3 separate regions of the Mus musculus genome follow, and regions 1 and 2 are each linked to region 3. Evidence: chromatin contacts called from public promoter capture Hi-C data. All regions are on one chromosome and are shown on one strand. The core of a region is the stretch at or near the end of the contact, and the rest is flanking DNA. Distances in the headings are between cores, read along the strand shown.

Region 1 (4,968 bases), core at 2,056-4,555, 1.0 Mb after region 3:
CTTCATTTAGGTTGTAGATGTTCTTTTTCTCATGATATCGCTTGACAAAAAGGGTTAACGTCAGTTACTTAAAATTATTGTGTTTATTTCCTAGAAAATTAGTTATTTTCCACTATATGAGAGATATGACCGTACATGATCAGTATGAAAATTATTCTGGATCATTTGAAAGATGATTGAAATACATGCAGAACTTGTTGAGAAAATTTTTTTTTAATTAGGTATTTTCCTCGTTTACATTTTCAATGCTATCCCAAAGGTCCCCCATACCCACCCCCCCCAATCCCCTACCCACCCACTCCCCCTTTTTGGCCCTGGAGTTCCCCTGTACTGGGGCATATAAAGTTTGCAAGTCCAATGGGCCTCTCTTTGCAGTGATGGCCGACTAGGCCATCTTTTGATACATATGCAGCTAGAGACAAGAGCTCCGGGGTACTGGTTAGTTCATATTGTTGTTCCACCTATAGGGTTGCAGTTCCCTTTAGCTCCTTGGGTACTTTCTCTAGCTCCTGCATTGGGGGCCGTGTGACCCATCCAATAGCTGACTGTGATCATCCACTTCTGTGTTTGCTAGGCCCCGGCATAGTCTCACAAGAGAGAGCTATATCTGGGTCCTTTCAGCAAAATCTTGCTAGTGTATGCAATGATGTCAGCATTTGGAAGCTGATTATGGGATGGAGAAAATTCTTATCTAAGTCAACTCGGCTAAGCTAAGCTCCTACTCAGTCTCCCCCTTGGCAATGGTTCCCTACTCACTCCTCCAACCAACAAAGCTGAAGGCAGGACCTCAGCCGACTCTGACACGTTACTATTTGCTATTTGCTCTCGTAAAGGTATTTATCTACTAGTAACTCTTCGACTCTTCAAAGTACCTTCCCCTTTGTCTTCGCAGATGGGACACACCCCTTGAGACATATCCCCTGTACATGGCAGGCAAACCACTCAGAGGTGAACAAGGAGAAGCACCCTTCACCATGGCGGGCCTTGTGTAAAGTTTAGAGCAAAGACGTCCCTGCCATTCTTTTTCCATACCTGTTGCTCCAGAGCAAATCTCTTCATCATCTTTTCCTCTGGGCTTATGTTGCTATTATACTCCCCAAAGCGTTTGTCTGCGAACACATTGGACTTGTTCCTTTCTTTGTACTCCTTTAGTAAAGTTTGGGTTCTCTGGAAAACACATCACACATCAATGATTCTCACATAAAATCTCTATAATCTTCACTGAGGTGGCCACCAGAAGGGGTTGTAAAGTTGAGAAGAATACAGTTTGCCACTTTATTTAATGCTAATAACCAGTACATGTGGCAGGTATACTGCATGAAACTCAAGGCTTAATTAGAAACAGCTGATGTGGTTCTGTTAGATGCCACATTATTCTATTTTCAAATGTCCTCTCTGCCATCCTTGGCCTATAGTTTATACTGGTGAATTATTAGACAGTCATTTGTATTTTTTATAATGCATGCATTGAACCACATACAGGACATACACAGGACAGTGTCAGCTCCTTGCAGTATGGATATTTTACCCAATTCAAAAGAAATTTCCTGCTGGGCAGTGGTGGCGCACACCTTTGATCCCAGCACTTGGGAGGCAGAGGCAGGCGGATTTCTGAGTTCCAAGTCAGCCTGGTCTACAGAGTGAGTTCCCAAGACAGCCAGGGCTACACAGAGAAACACTGTCTCGAAAGAGCAAAAAGAAAAAGAAATTTCCTTACAAAGTTACAATGCGATTCCCTTTAAGGACAGACCCAGATGTGATCAAATACCATAGTGGTGAGGTTATTATTTATTTATTTATTATTTATAATATAAATGTATTAAAAATAAAATTTAAATTAAATTTAAAATAAAATTAGTAATTAAGTTTTTTTAAAAAAGAAATTTCCTTCAATCTAAAGATCTCATGTAAACTGGATCCTTTGTAACAAAGTACAGATTTGTAGCTGTGAAGGGCAAAGGCTAGGTCTTACTTATCCCCTTTACAAACATTACCAATAAGTCTAACCTATTAATTTTCTCAAAGTAACCATGAATTGCCTTTTACTTACTCATTTCTTTTATTTATTTTTTGAGACTCAACTGGAAGTTTTGAGTCTCACCATAAAGCCCTTAAACTCAGAGATCCACCTGTCTCCGATTCCCCAGAGATTAAAGCCACAGCACAAACGGCACTCACAAACTTTTATTTTTTAAAGTCAAACGAACGTCAGCAGTTACATAGAGAATGCCATTTGTTGAACTGGTTTTGAAAGGAAGGTACAATATACTCTTGAGATGGGGCCATAAGAACAAGGATGGAAGCTATGAGGTTATCCCCAAAAGGTACTATTCCAGTGACTTCCCAAGGGACAAGCTCATGAAATTCAGAGGAAGGACAATTTCCAAACATTCAAAGAGCATACTCTGTAAACCCTATCCACGGGACGAATACTGTCATGGTCAAAGCATACAGAGCAGTGGTACAGGGCAGCTCAGAGCTCAGAAGAGATTGACTCTTAGGCCCTAAAAGCTCCAAGAAGAGTCAAGAAGAATGTATACCTGGAAGATCCCAAGGAGGAAGGGTTTCCAGAGGAAGCGCATTCGATATCAAGCAAAGGAGAGGCAGTGTTATGCCTCAGTCCTGATCGTTTTGCTGGCTAGTTTAAGGCAAACTTGACACAAAGTATAGTCATCAGAAAGAAGGGAATTTCAATTGGAAAAAAATACTTTCATAAGACCGGGCTGCAAGCAAGCCCAAAGAGCATTTTACTAATTAGTGATTGACCGCGGAGGGCCCACCTATGTGCTAGCAGCGGTCCTAGGTTCTTTAAGAAAGCAGGCTAAGCAAGCTATAGAGAGCAAGCCAGTAAGCAGCACCCCTCATGACTTCTACATCAGCTCCTGCCTCTAATTTCCTCAATGATGGAAATATATAAGTGTAAGCCAAATAAATCTTTTTCTCCCCAAATGGCTTTCACTAGCCACTGGGCATAGTACGCAGAACCTGGGTAGAGCCTATCCCCTCACCTTCCTGATGGCACGAGCGCGGGACACCCCGGGCAGGCCCACATCGTGGCGCGTCTTCCTGCCAAGGATCTGGAACTTCTGCCGGTTGACTTTCACTTCAAATGGGTTTGGGTTAGTTTTCGCCGGGCCTCCGGACGCCCCTGCGGGCGCTTTGTGGACCTGCCTCCGCGCCCCAGTCCGCTTGGCTTTCCCCATGACATTCACTCCGCCACACTTTGGACGACAGTGCGTACAGACCAAGCAGTTCAAGAAACTCGTGCATAGGATGCTGATGTAAAACCACGCCCAGCTTCGTCTCGCGATGAGTGCGTCAGCTTCCCGTATTTCGCGAGAAGTACACAAGTCCTGGATGACACTAAACAGGCACTACAGTTTACTGGATTAAAGACTACAACTCCCAGGAGGCCACACTTCCTCGACTTCCTGGCGCTGGGCCTTATGGGATCTGTAGTGTCCCGAGAGCCGCCACAGTATCCTCAGACGCCGCCCCGAGGGGAGCTCTCGGGCTCCCTCTGGAGGAAAACCGTTAGCCGGGGCCCAGCTGTCTTGCGAGTTAACTGGCGGCTGCGGCTGCCGCTGCTGGAGCTGTCGCCGTCGCCGCTGGAGACCGCTCTCGAGTTTGTAAGCTCCTCGGTAGGGTAGGGCGCGGCGAAGGTTGAGTGCTGCCCAGGACCCGGCGCTGAGGAGAGAGTTACGCGCCCTGGGCCTGGGCGATGATGCTGAGAGGAGCTCGAGCTACCGCGCGCCGGCGCCGATAGCGGAAGCCCCTTGCCGGGACAGCAACAGAGCTGGAACCCGTAGCGAGCCTACCCGTGTCCCATCTCCGCGGCGACCGCGACGGCGACAGCGACGGCGACGACGGCAGCGCTCCTGTTGGCAGTTGTGGCGACCCCGGAGGAGGCGGAGGAAGAAGCGACAGAGACGGTCGCTGTCGCGGAGGGCCACCGTCCAGAAGCCGCGTTCCTCAAAGGACAAGGGATGCCCCGAGGCTTCTGCCGCGGGTTTAGGATCTCCTTCCCCGCAGCCTTCCCCGTCTCCATTGCCTCGACTCCGAAAAGTTCGACGTCGGAAACCGCGGCAGCGACGGCGCAGGACAGCGATCATGGAACTCGAGAACTTCGTGGCCAACAATCTGTTGCTGAAGGCCCGTCTAGGTGGGTGCACCCCGGGCTCCCCGTCTCCCCGAAGGTAGCGCCTCCTAGGAACTTTAACCTTGGAGAGAATCCTGATTCCTTGGTACCTTATTGTCTAATAAGGGAGTTTTGATTCTACTGGAACCAATTCTGGATTGGAGCTGCAGCTTAGCGGGTGTCAGTCAGTGATCCTGGGCTAACTTTTGTTGTTTTGAAACAGTAGCGCTAGCCTAACAGGCACAAGGGGCTGATTGAGTTCCATCTCACTCTCAGCGCTGCTAATCTGAAAGACAGAGTATGGAAAGTTATGCATTGCACACTTTCTAGGATTACCCAGGCAAAGGTTCCATGGGAAGTAGACGCTATTAAGAAGCTTCAGTGTGTTCACCTCACAGAATGTGAAGTATATTCTTTGAGAAAAACCAGTGAGTAACAGATGTTTTTGATTTTTCTTTTTGTTCCTTTTAAAAATTGATTTTAGCCGGGCAGTGGTGGCGCATGGTGGCACACGCCTTTAATCCCAGCACTCGGGAGGCAGAGGCAGGTGGATTTCTGAGTTGGAATCCAGCCTGGTCTACAAAGTGAGTTCCAGGACAACCAGGGCGACACAGAGAAACATTGTCTCGAAAAACCAACCAACCAACCAAACAAACAAAAAACCCCACAAGTCCATTTACGTTCCAAGTGATTTTCAGGAAGAAGAATCTTAATTGGACAATATAACTATTTTCAATATGGGAAGCCCTAACAAGAAACATTGTCAGAAATTTCTTATAGTGAGTGGTGTCCAGAATTGAATACCAAACTAAGGGCTTTGAAACCCCTGT
Region 2 (4,545 bases), core at 403-2,902, 1.0 Mb after region 3:
AGTCTGAAGCCCAGACATCAATCCCCGTTCCCTAGGTCTGTTCACTCACCATGCCTTGGCTGCGGGTTGGAGGTGAGCCCAGGTCAGCGACAATGGCTGTGGAGAGGTTAACGTTCCCCTTGCTGATGCCTCCGATCACCCTGGAGGCCAAGAAGGCCTTAAAGCTCCGAGAGGTAGCCCACACTGCATAGGAGATGGCCAAACCTGTCTGCCAATGGGTGGAGGCCAAGTGGCAGGATCGGTCACTTCAGGCCAGGAAGCACCCAGAGCAAGGCAGGCAAGCATATAACCCTCAGACCCGGGCCACTTGTGTCCCTGTACTTTCCTTAGGTGTATTTAGCTTGGTGTAACACCAGGGGCCAGAAGATCCCTCTAGAAGGGATGGGAGCCCACTGTTGGCAGGGGAGCCCCACAGCTGCATTCTCCCCTCTGCCTGTTGACAGCTGGCTCCAGAGGCTTACCAGGGACAACATCATCACTGGGCGCCTCCCCAGGTAATCAGAGGCAGCTCCTGTGAGTGGTGCGGAGAAGAACTGCAGGAGGGAGAAGGCCGAGCCGATGAGACCTGAGAGACAGAGGATCAGTCCTAGAGTGTTGACCACACTTAGCCCTATATTCACAGGCCATCGACTGAAGCTCGGGTGGCCTCAGTTTAAAAAAAAAAGCCAACCAAAAACAAAAAGACAAAACAAAACAACCCCCTCCCCCAAACAACAACAACAACAAAACCAACCCACACCTTTCAGTTAAAGGAGGCAGGAACCCAGGGAGGATGATTGACCAAGAGCCTAGGCAGAACTAGCTCTCCAAAAAAAGGTTGTGGGCCCCAGCATGGCACACAGCGACATACCTCCGAACAGGACACTGTTGTACCTCTTTTCCGCTGGCATCCCGATGGCTGAAGCAAACCAGTCTACCCCACGCTGCCAGGAGCCATAGAGGGGGTCCTGGGTAAAGAGGAAAGTAACTCCAGCTGGATAAATCTGTGATAGGCTAGGCATGGGGAGAGCTCCCGCCTTGGGGGAGGGGCTTACTTGTTCGCGGCCGTGTCTCTCCAGCAGCCCAGGCAGCAGAGGCAGCAACAGCGTGAACGCCAGGAGGTCGAGTAGCAGGCCGAGGAAGAGCACGATGATCACGCGACGCTCGGACGCGGGCCGAGGCCGTATAGGCGGACGAGGCGTACAGCCCGCATCCCCTGCCCAGCCCATGGTGGAAGCTCCGACCCTGCTGGGGGAAGGAGGGTGTGGTGATGACGGCCCCGTTTACCTGACAATTGAAAGCTGAATTTGCAGGTTCTTGCCAGACAAAACGGAAGTGGTTCCAATGCGGTCCTGGCACACCCTTCAAGGCCCGACTCCCTTACCAACCTAGGGCAGCAGTAAGCTCAGGGCCGCAGTGGTCAGGGCGCCCCCTGTTGTGAAGCGGGTAACGGGGAGAAGACGGGAATCCCTGGTTGGGGAGTCGTAGGCGCCCTGAGCTCCTGTTCGTGTACCACTTCGGCCTCCTCACACGATATCGAAACCTTTGCTTCCCACCTACCCAGCTGGGACCTGTGCACACGTGCCGCAGCTCCAGGCGGGGACAAACGGGTGGATGAACAGGGAACCTCCCTGGATAGCAGCCACACCCCGGAGGCTTCGGAACAGGCACCTCCTCTTCCGGGAGGCCGTGCTGTGGCGGGAACTGGGTTTGGAGTCTCCCAGCAGCCAAGTATAGAGAAGGCTTGCAGGCTTCCAGATGCATTAGAAGCAAGCGGTGAAGTTCTGAAGAGCTAAGTGTATGTAAGAGACAGCTTGTCTGTGCAGTTCAGTCTCCTTGGTACCTATATATCTTTCTTTTGAATCAGGGTCTCATGTAGCCACGGTTGACCTTGAATTCCTGACCCTCCTACTTTAGCTTACTCTAAACCATGCTGGAGTTGGGGATGGTGATGCCCACCTCTAGTACCAGCACTCGGTGGAGACAGAAAGAACAGGATTCAGGATTTAGTCATCCTCAATCAACTCTGAAGTATGAGAACAGCTGGAGCAAAGACTCATCTTTTAGATAGATGAACCACTAAAGTCCTATCCCTTCAGTGCTGTTAACCTGTTGGAGCCATACAGTCCACACTGACTCTTTCCCAGAGGACAACACCGGATGCACTCGAGTGATAGGCTCTTCTAGCTGGATTGTGTTCCCCTTCTGACGACACAGGACAGTATCTGGAGGCTCTATAAACTTTTCCTTGGCATGTTCCTCCTCATAGATTGCTCAATCTATGCCCAGTATCAGATTTGGCCACCCTGCTTCTTGCTGCAGTTGGCTACACAGAGCCATTGTACGGCAGAGCCCTGTGGCTAATTCAGGCGTGGAGGAAGCTGGGGCTGGATGGTAGCCTAGCTGGTGCGTGTGTCAGGCCCAGGCCCCTCGTGGGTCATGCAGCCTCTGTCCCAGAAGAATCACAGGGAGAGGTGACAAGGTGAGTACTGTTGGTAGATGTAGCCCCTGTAAGCCAAGCTGCTGAGCCCAATCTCCCTTCAGGGTTGTTCTTGACCAGCACTTTCTGAGCTGCAGGATGCCCACAGCCATTCATTCTGTGCTCCAACAGTGGCTTCACCACATCCAAAACGCAACTCCTACTCAGCACCACCAACCCTCGCACAAGATCTCACACCTCAGAGCCATAGCAGGTGACAAGGGCCAGGCTGGACGTAAGGATTCAGTCCTGTTCTGTCATGTGTGATAGGTGATCTGATAAGTGTGTGGGAAGGCGACTTCACTGTAAAACGTATATAATGTACTTACCCACACTATGACAGCTTGTCAGTTTTATGGACAACTGCCTAAATGTCATTCTGTGTGTGGCTATCATCTAACAGTGCAGAGCTCTCACAGACATCCCCAACCTGTGTCTGAGCATGGCAGGGAGATGGGACCCCACACTCCACAATGAACCCCCAGAACCCTTCATTACAACACACCACACAGCCTTGCTACATTACAAGACAATTTATTTTTTGAACTTTTTCCTCTTAAGAGCCTTCCATTCACCTTCTTGCGTGGCCAGGCTATTAAAAAGCTGTTTTACTTTACGCTTTCTTTCTGCATCCCTAAAGAGAAAGAGAAAAAAGCAAGTGTTAATCTTGCATCAGTTCTCAGGTATTTTGCTTTCTTCAGTTTGAACACTAACAGTTCAGAACCACACATGCATGGCTCTACCCTCAGTCCTGCAAAGGCTGCCAAGTATATCGCTCACCATACTCCCCAGTGCTGAGAAAAACCAGCGGCCTATGAGTGTGGTGTCACACCACAGCGGTGCCCTAGTCCCGTACACACAGTTCCTCCTCACCTTTCCATGATTTCTGAGAGCTGCATCCTGGCCAGGAACTGATTGTCCTTTCGGATCTCTCGGACGGCGCCTTTAAATTCCCGCTTGTGTTTGTGGATTAGTCTTTTCCTTTCCTGTTCTTCTTTACTGCTGCCTTGTTTCCGTCCAAACTCAAGCCTAAAGTTAGAATCAAAAAGGCTATAGAGGTGAGCTGACTGCCGACTGCAATGTCTCCTGTCCCAGGCTGAAGCAGGTGCATCGCCCACCTCTAGCCTACAGACAGTCCTGGCCTCCACAGGGTCCCCCAGCACTCACACTTTGACTAGCCGGGGGGTGAACTGCTTCAGTGGGACGGGCTTGCTCTTCTCACACACCAGCGGGCGGCAGTGCTGCTTCTGGCCTTCCATTGCTGACAGTATGCTTTGAGCCAGCTCCTAAGGAACATGTAAAGGCATGGTTAAGAGGTCTCCTAGAGGCCATACTTGCCACTGCCTACTCTACACCCACTGGGCCGTGTCAGGTGCAGCTTGGCTGCATTGCCATCCTCTATATAGGGAACAGCAATGCAATTAGGACGAGCAGATGGTTCAGCATATAAGGTCTCCTGCCACCAAGCCTGAGTTCAATCTCTGGAAACTAAATTTCAAAGGCATTGCCCTCTGACCTCCATACATATGCCAATGCATAAATAACCCCACACCCAGAGAGAAAGCTGTAAATGAAAGAGCTTGTGTCCAGAGAGTAGCATATGGCCTTTCTGCAGGGACACACTGGCAAGGCACCATCAGCACAATTGGGATTAAAGCACATAAGACCACCTTCCCTGCCTAGGTGACCTGCAGTGTGTGGAGGCAGCTGTTAGAGCAGCATGATGCTGTCAGGCAGAACAGGATTCCTGCTCAAACACAGCTAAGACACGTCTCGCTAAAGCTGTGGCTTCCAGGGAAGCCTGTAGAAGCCAGCTCACTGATGTTGGTCTGTCCCTTCCCCTCACACAGATGTGCTCTGGATCCCAATTTGCTTGCCTCCCTGCACCCATTGTATATAGTCTTGGTCCATCTAAATGTCATGTGAGAACTGAGAAACTACAAGCTCCATAACCCTAACTGGCCAGCCTAAATCTGTAGGACCAGGGATCCCTTTAAAAAGAAGGGACAACCACAGTCATGTCCACAGTGATTGTTTGAGGAGGTGCTAGTGACTCAGTACAGTCAAGGAATGGCTTGCTCCAGACT
Region 3 (4,281 bases), core at 890-3,389:
TGTGTGTGTGTGTGTGTGTGTGTCTATATAATCTCTATAACTAGAAGTTGGAAGTACAACTACTTTTAAAAAAAAGGAAGCTGGGCAGTGATGGTCCACACCTCTAGTCCCAGCACCGCAGAGGCAGGGGTAGATGGTTCTCAGAGAAACCATGTCCTGAAGAACAGAAAAAGAAAAAGAAAGAGAAAGAGAAAGAGAAAGAGAAAGAGAAAGAGAAAAAGAAAGGGAAAAGAAAAAGAAAAAGAAAAAGAAAAAGAAAAAGAAAAAGAAAAAGAAAAAGAAAAAGAAAGGGAAAAGAAGATTGTTTGGGCTACAGGGTTAGCTCACTGGTTAAGAGCACTGGCTACTCTTGCGGAGGACTGTATTAGATCCCTCGGAACTACATGATGGCTCATAAACTCCTGTAACTCCAGTCCTATGGGACCACCACTCTCTTCCCTCCTCCAAGGACACCAAGCATGCACGTGATGAAGACACACAATCAGGCAAAACAGTCACCCACACCCATGAAACAAGTGTTTTAATTTAAAAAGGAAAAAAAAAAAAAGGATTGTTCAGCATCTTCTGTCTCAAGAGTAGCAACTAAAATTCTCTCTTTTACGGTTGCCAAATCCAACCTAGGGGAAGATCTGAAAGGCCATGTGACTTGGTATGGCTCCAGTCCAAGCCACAAGCTCACACACCAGAGGAAAAAGTTCCAGAACCAAGATCTAAGCTCCAGGGACAGCAAGCAGAATCATTTATCAGGCCATGAGAAGGGACCGGGCTTGCTATGCTCACTAAACAAAGAGACGTAAAGAGGAGAACAGGTGCCAGAGGAGTCATCAGAAAGAACGACCAACCACTAACCAAAACAGCAAAGTCCATCTACTCTTCCTAATCAATTTCAATTTCCACCTTGGCGTAATATTCAGAATTTGGAAAAACTATCCTCGGTCCTACCTTGTTCTGAGATGCTGAACTTCCCTTCCAAGACCCACTTTCCTAAGATGACCAAATATGTATTTGAAGCAGCAGCATCAGTGAGCACAAGTCAAATTTCTTAATGTAAAAACTAAAGTACACCTTTCAAGTCAAACTAGTCCATCTTCAAAATTCTCAGAGCTGAAACATCATTATAAACTTAAGTAGTGGGGCTGGAGGGTTAGAATAAGCTTAGATTCATACTTAAAGATATATCTAATGATTAAATACCTTGAAGTGCAAAAAATTAAAGTGATTTTAATTTGGAGTGATAGATCACAGATCTGTAATTAAGACTAATGTACAAAGGCAATAGCATTCGGAGCGGTAAAATACATTGTGAACATCGCACATCCCATCCTCCACACAGGAAGTCTTAAAGGGACTTACACACCCTCAGTCTACGCAGGAAAGTGGCTTCGGAATAGACTTCCAAGTCACCTTCCACAGGTCGTTGGGGAGGATCTGCTCTTGGGATTCCCTTAAGGGACCATCATATCTCGTCAAACTTCCTGCTTCCTGAATACAAAATAACAATCACTGAGTCTCAACAACAGCGGGTTCACGGGCCCACGGACTCAGCATGGCGACAACAGGTCTCAAAGTCGACATGAAAAGTGATTCAACAAGTGGCAGCGCGCCCCAGGCGCAGCGGGCAGGCCTTACCGCCTGGCGTGCAGGAGCGCGCACAACAGAATGCTTGGGGCCTGGCCTAATTGGAGGGGTCCCCGGACTCGCCACGAGTTCGGGGAGCTGGGGCCCAGGGGACTCTAGGGAGCTGGGGCCCAGGGTTCTTTCAGATGCTGGGTCCCCGAGGACCTTAGGATGTCGGGGACACGGGACACGAGGACAGTGCTGGGCCCGGGGCGCGCGGGGACCTTAAGGTGCTGAGACGCCGGCTGGCCCTAGAGGGTGTTCCGCGCGCTGTGCCGATGCACCCGGCTCTCGACGTGCGGCTGCGCGGCGCCGGCCGACGTACGGAGACTCCGGGATCGCAGCGCAAGGACACGGCGTTGCGGTGGCTGGAGCTCTTAGCGATGAGCAGGCGAACGACGGCGCAGAGCACTCTCCGCGAGGCGAGTGAGCACCGAGCTCCGTAGCTGGGGCAGGGCGCCGGCCGCGCAGGCCGCGCTCCGCGCATGGGGACGGTGAGCCTCAGTCACCGCGGAACAAAACCGCAGCCGACGCCCCGCCCCCTCCGGACGCCCTCATTGGTCGCCGCGCCGCTACCACCGCCCCGAGCCGTCAGCCGTCCGCTCGCGCACCCGCCCGCGGAAGCCGCCGCAAGCAATCAACCCTCAGCCGCACCGCTAGGCGGGCGACGTCACTGCCCGGCGTGTTGTGGGTGTGGCCTCGTGACGCCCCGCCCCCGTTTCCTCTCACTTCCCTCCTACGGGTACCGTGCGCCGCTGCTGGCCCCGCCCCCCTGTGCGAGCTGGCCCGCGCCGGGTGTGACGTTAACCTTCGGGTGTCCGCGGGGCATCGAAGGCCGGTAGTGGTACCTATAGGCTCCCGGATTCCAAAGTCCGATGTGACCACCTTCATCTCCCTGCCTTTTTTCTTTTTCTTTCTTTCTTTTATAGCAAAATCTCAGTATGAAGCTCGGACTGTAGACAAGGATGGCTTCGAACTCCTAGAGATCCTTCTGCCTCTGTCTTCCGAGCCCTGGAATTAAAGACAGGCGCCACCAATGCCCAGCTTCTCCTGTCCTTTGCTGGTAATGTGCCTTTGGGCAGGACCCTTCCCTTTGGGAGTCTCATTTCTGGACCTACCGTGTGACTGGAAGGCACTTTTGTGCATTGGGTACCGGTGCTGTGAAGGAAAGCTGCTCTGCAGGTGGGTGTGACTGGGGTGGAGCACTTCTCAGGGTGCTAGAGGCCAGGCGCAGCAAAATGAAACCGCCTGCCGACTTGGCTAGGAATAGGCTGCAATTTCACAAGCCTGTAATCCCTAGACAACCTTGTTCCCAAACAACAAAAAGTAATTTTAAAAAATGTTGCAGGGTTAGGTACAGCTACTTGATGTAGAAAATGGAATAGTTCTCATCTGGAATAAGACCTAAAAAGGAAGACATTAGAAAGCCACTGGGTATTCCTGGGGCACACCAGAAGTCTGGGCCCTGGCCACCACGTTATGGGTCTGGTAAATCCAGTTCTGTACAGGCTCAGAGGCCCAGCCAAGGGAGGCCAAGATCAACTAGAATGAGTGCCCTCACCTGCTGCATCACCTGCGACAGACCTTTCATTTCCTCCTCCAGGTTTCTTGAGGACAGGGGACTTGCGACCTGGATCACAGCAGGCAGGAGCCAGATAAGGACTGAGACATCTGGCAGGCACCTGTGCCTAAGAGGAACTCTGCCCAGAACAGTCCTCAACCACACTCTCCCTGGGCAGATCTGGACCAATGGTGGCCTTCTCAAATCACCACGGTCACCTTGTGTTTCCCAAGCCCTGCAGCTGATTAAGTTACATACGCCACACAGCTCAGCTGTATTTGAGTAATTCCTAAAGGCTTTCAGTGTGTGCCCTTTTAGGGTAATTTTCAGGGAGTTGATGAATTCACATAAAACCAGAAAGTATTTCAAACTCTCCCACAGATCAGATTGCAGAGAATGGCTTGCAAGCCAGCTGTGGGATTTCACCCAATGTCTGATAGTCCCACATAAACCACACTGGTGATGCTGAGGACAGGTGCCAGTATCAGTGTTTATCATGTCCCAAAGGTAACCAGCCAAGGGAAGATATTAAAATCATCCTTGGTTCACAGTTAGGCTGCTACTCCACCAAGGGGCCATTTTCCCTCCATGACAAAGAATAGCAATGTCACCAGCCTGTCTCCTCAATGCTTGCCTCCATCTCCCTGAGAATGTTATGTGTACCTCAGTGGGCCATGTGAAGGGGAAAGACAGTGATGGCCTAACTCCAAACCTCCACTACTCAGTGGTATACTACTACAAGCATGGGGACAGCCCGGACGACTCTAGTACATGAGTTTGCTGGTGCAGTTTCAACAATGGGTGCCAGAGGAACACACCTTAACTCACCCCAGCAGACCCTAGCTCACTTTGGTCCACAACAGCTTACTTACCCCAACACACCTCAGCAATCCCAACCACTAGATATAATATGCCCAAATCGCCGCCAGACTCTAGCATATCCCACCACACTTAAGCACAGGGTCTAGATGTCACAGTGCTTAGGATGAGGAAGGTGGCCTGAAGAAAGGCCTCAGGCTGCTGGACATTGCCTCTGCCTCCCATGAAGCTGGTCAGACCAGAGGGGACATAGTGAGCTGACAGGTATCCCAAATGCATGACAT

What was found. Promoter capture Hi-C pulls out the DNA fragments that hold promoters and counts their contacts. Capture Hi-C pulls out chosen DNA fragments and counts their contacts.
Region 1: a promoter capture Hi-C map of liver shows a contact between it and region 3, with 4 times the contacts expected there. The contact joins the promoter of Nop14 here to the promoter of Fam53a in region 3. A contact is called at or near these places in 9 of 39 promoter capture datasets (3T3-L1-derived adipocytes, the C10 cell line, embryonic stem cells and 5 more), 1 of 484 Hi-C or Micro-C datasets (granulocytes), 2 of 115 datasets of contacts at active chromatin or transcription factors (astrocytes and pro-B cells) and 2 of 9 other capture datasets (adipose tissue and liver).
Region 2: a promoter capture Hi-C map of neural stem cells shows a contact between it and region 3. The contact joins the promoter of Mfsd10 here to the promoter of Fam53a in region 3. A contact is called at or near these places in 1 of 39 promoter capture datasets (neural stem cells), 1 of 484 Hi-C or Micro-C datasets (B cells) and 1 of 9 other capture datasets (adipose tissue).

What each region holds. Positions count from the first base shown.
Region 1 is chr5:34,656,843-34,661,810 of GRCm38.p6, forward strand. Nop14 (NOP14 nucleolar protein) reads right to left here and starts at 3,306. Exons shown (of 18, transcript NM_029278.2): 1 at 3,009-3,306; 2 at 1,033-1,167; 3 at 1-40. The coding sequence starts at 3,203. Grk4 (G protein-coupled receptor kinase 4) reads left to right here and starts at 3,537. Exons shown (of 16, transcript NM_019497.2): 1 at 3,537-4,162. The coding sequence starts at 4,111.
Region 2 is chr5:34,635,560-34,640,104 of GRCm38.p6, forward strand. It overlaps Mfsd10 (major facilitator superfamily domain containing 10), which reads right to left and starts at 1,653. Exons shown (of 13, transcript NM_026660.3): 1 at 1,368-1,653; 2 at 1,035-1,224; 3 at 851-947; 4 at 462-565; 5 at 50-208. The coding sequence starts at 1,208. Nop14 (NOP14 nucleolar protein) reads right to left here. Exons shown (of 18, transcript NM_029278.2): 16 at 3,626-3,744; 17 at 3,332-3,487; 18 at 2,977-3,092. The coding sequence ends at 2,993.
Region 3 is chr5:33,627,496-33,631,776 of GRCm38.p6, forward strand. Fam53a (family with sequence similarity 53, member A) reads right to left here and starts at 2,140. Exons shown (of 6, transcript NM_178390.3): 1 at 1,842-2,140; 2 at 1,358-1,482. It also overlaps Gm9903.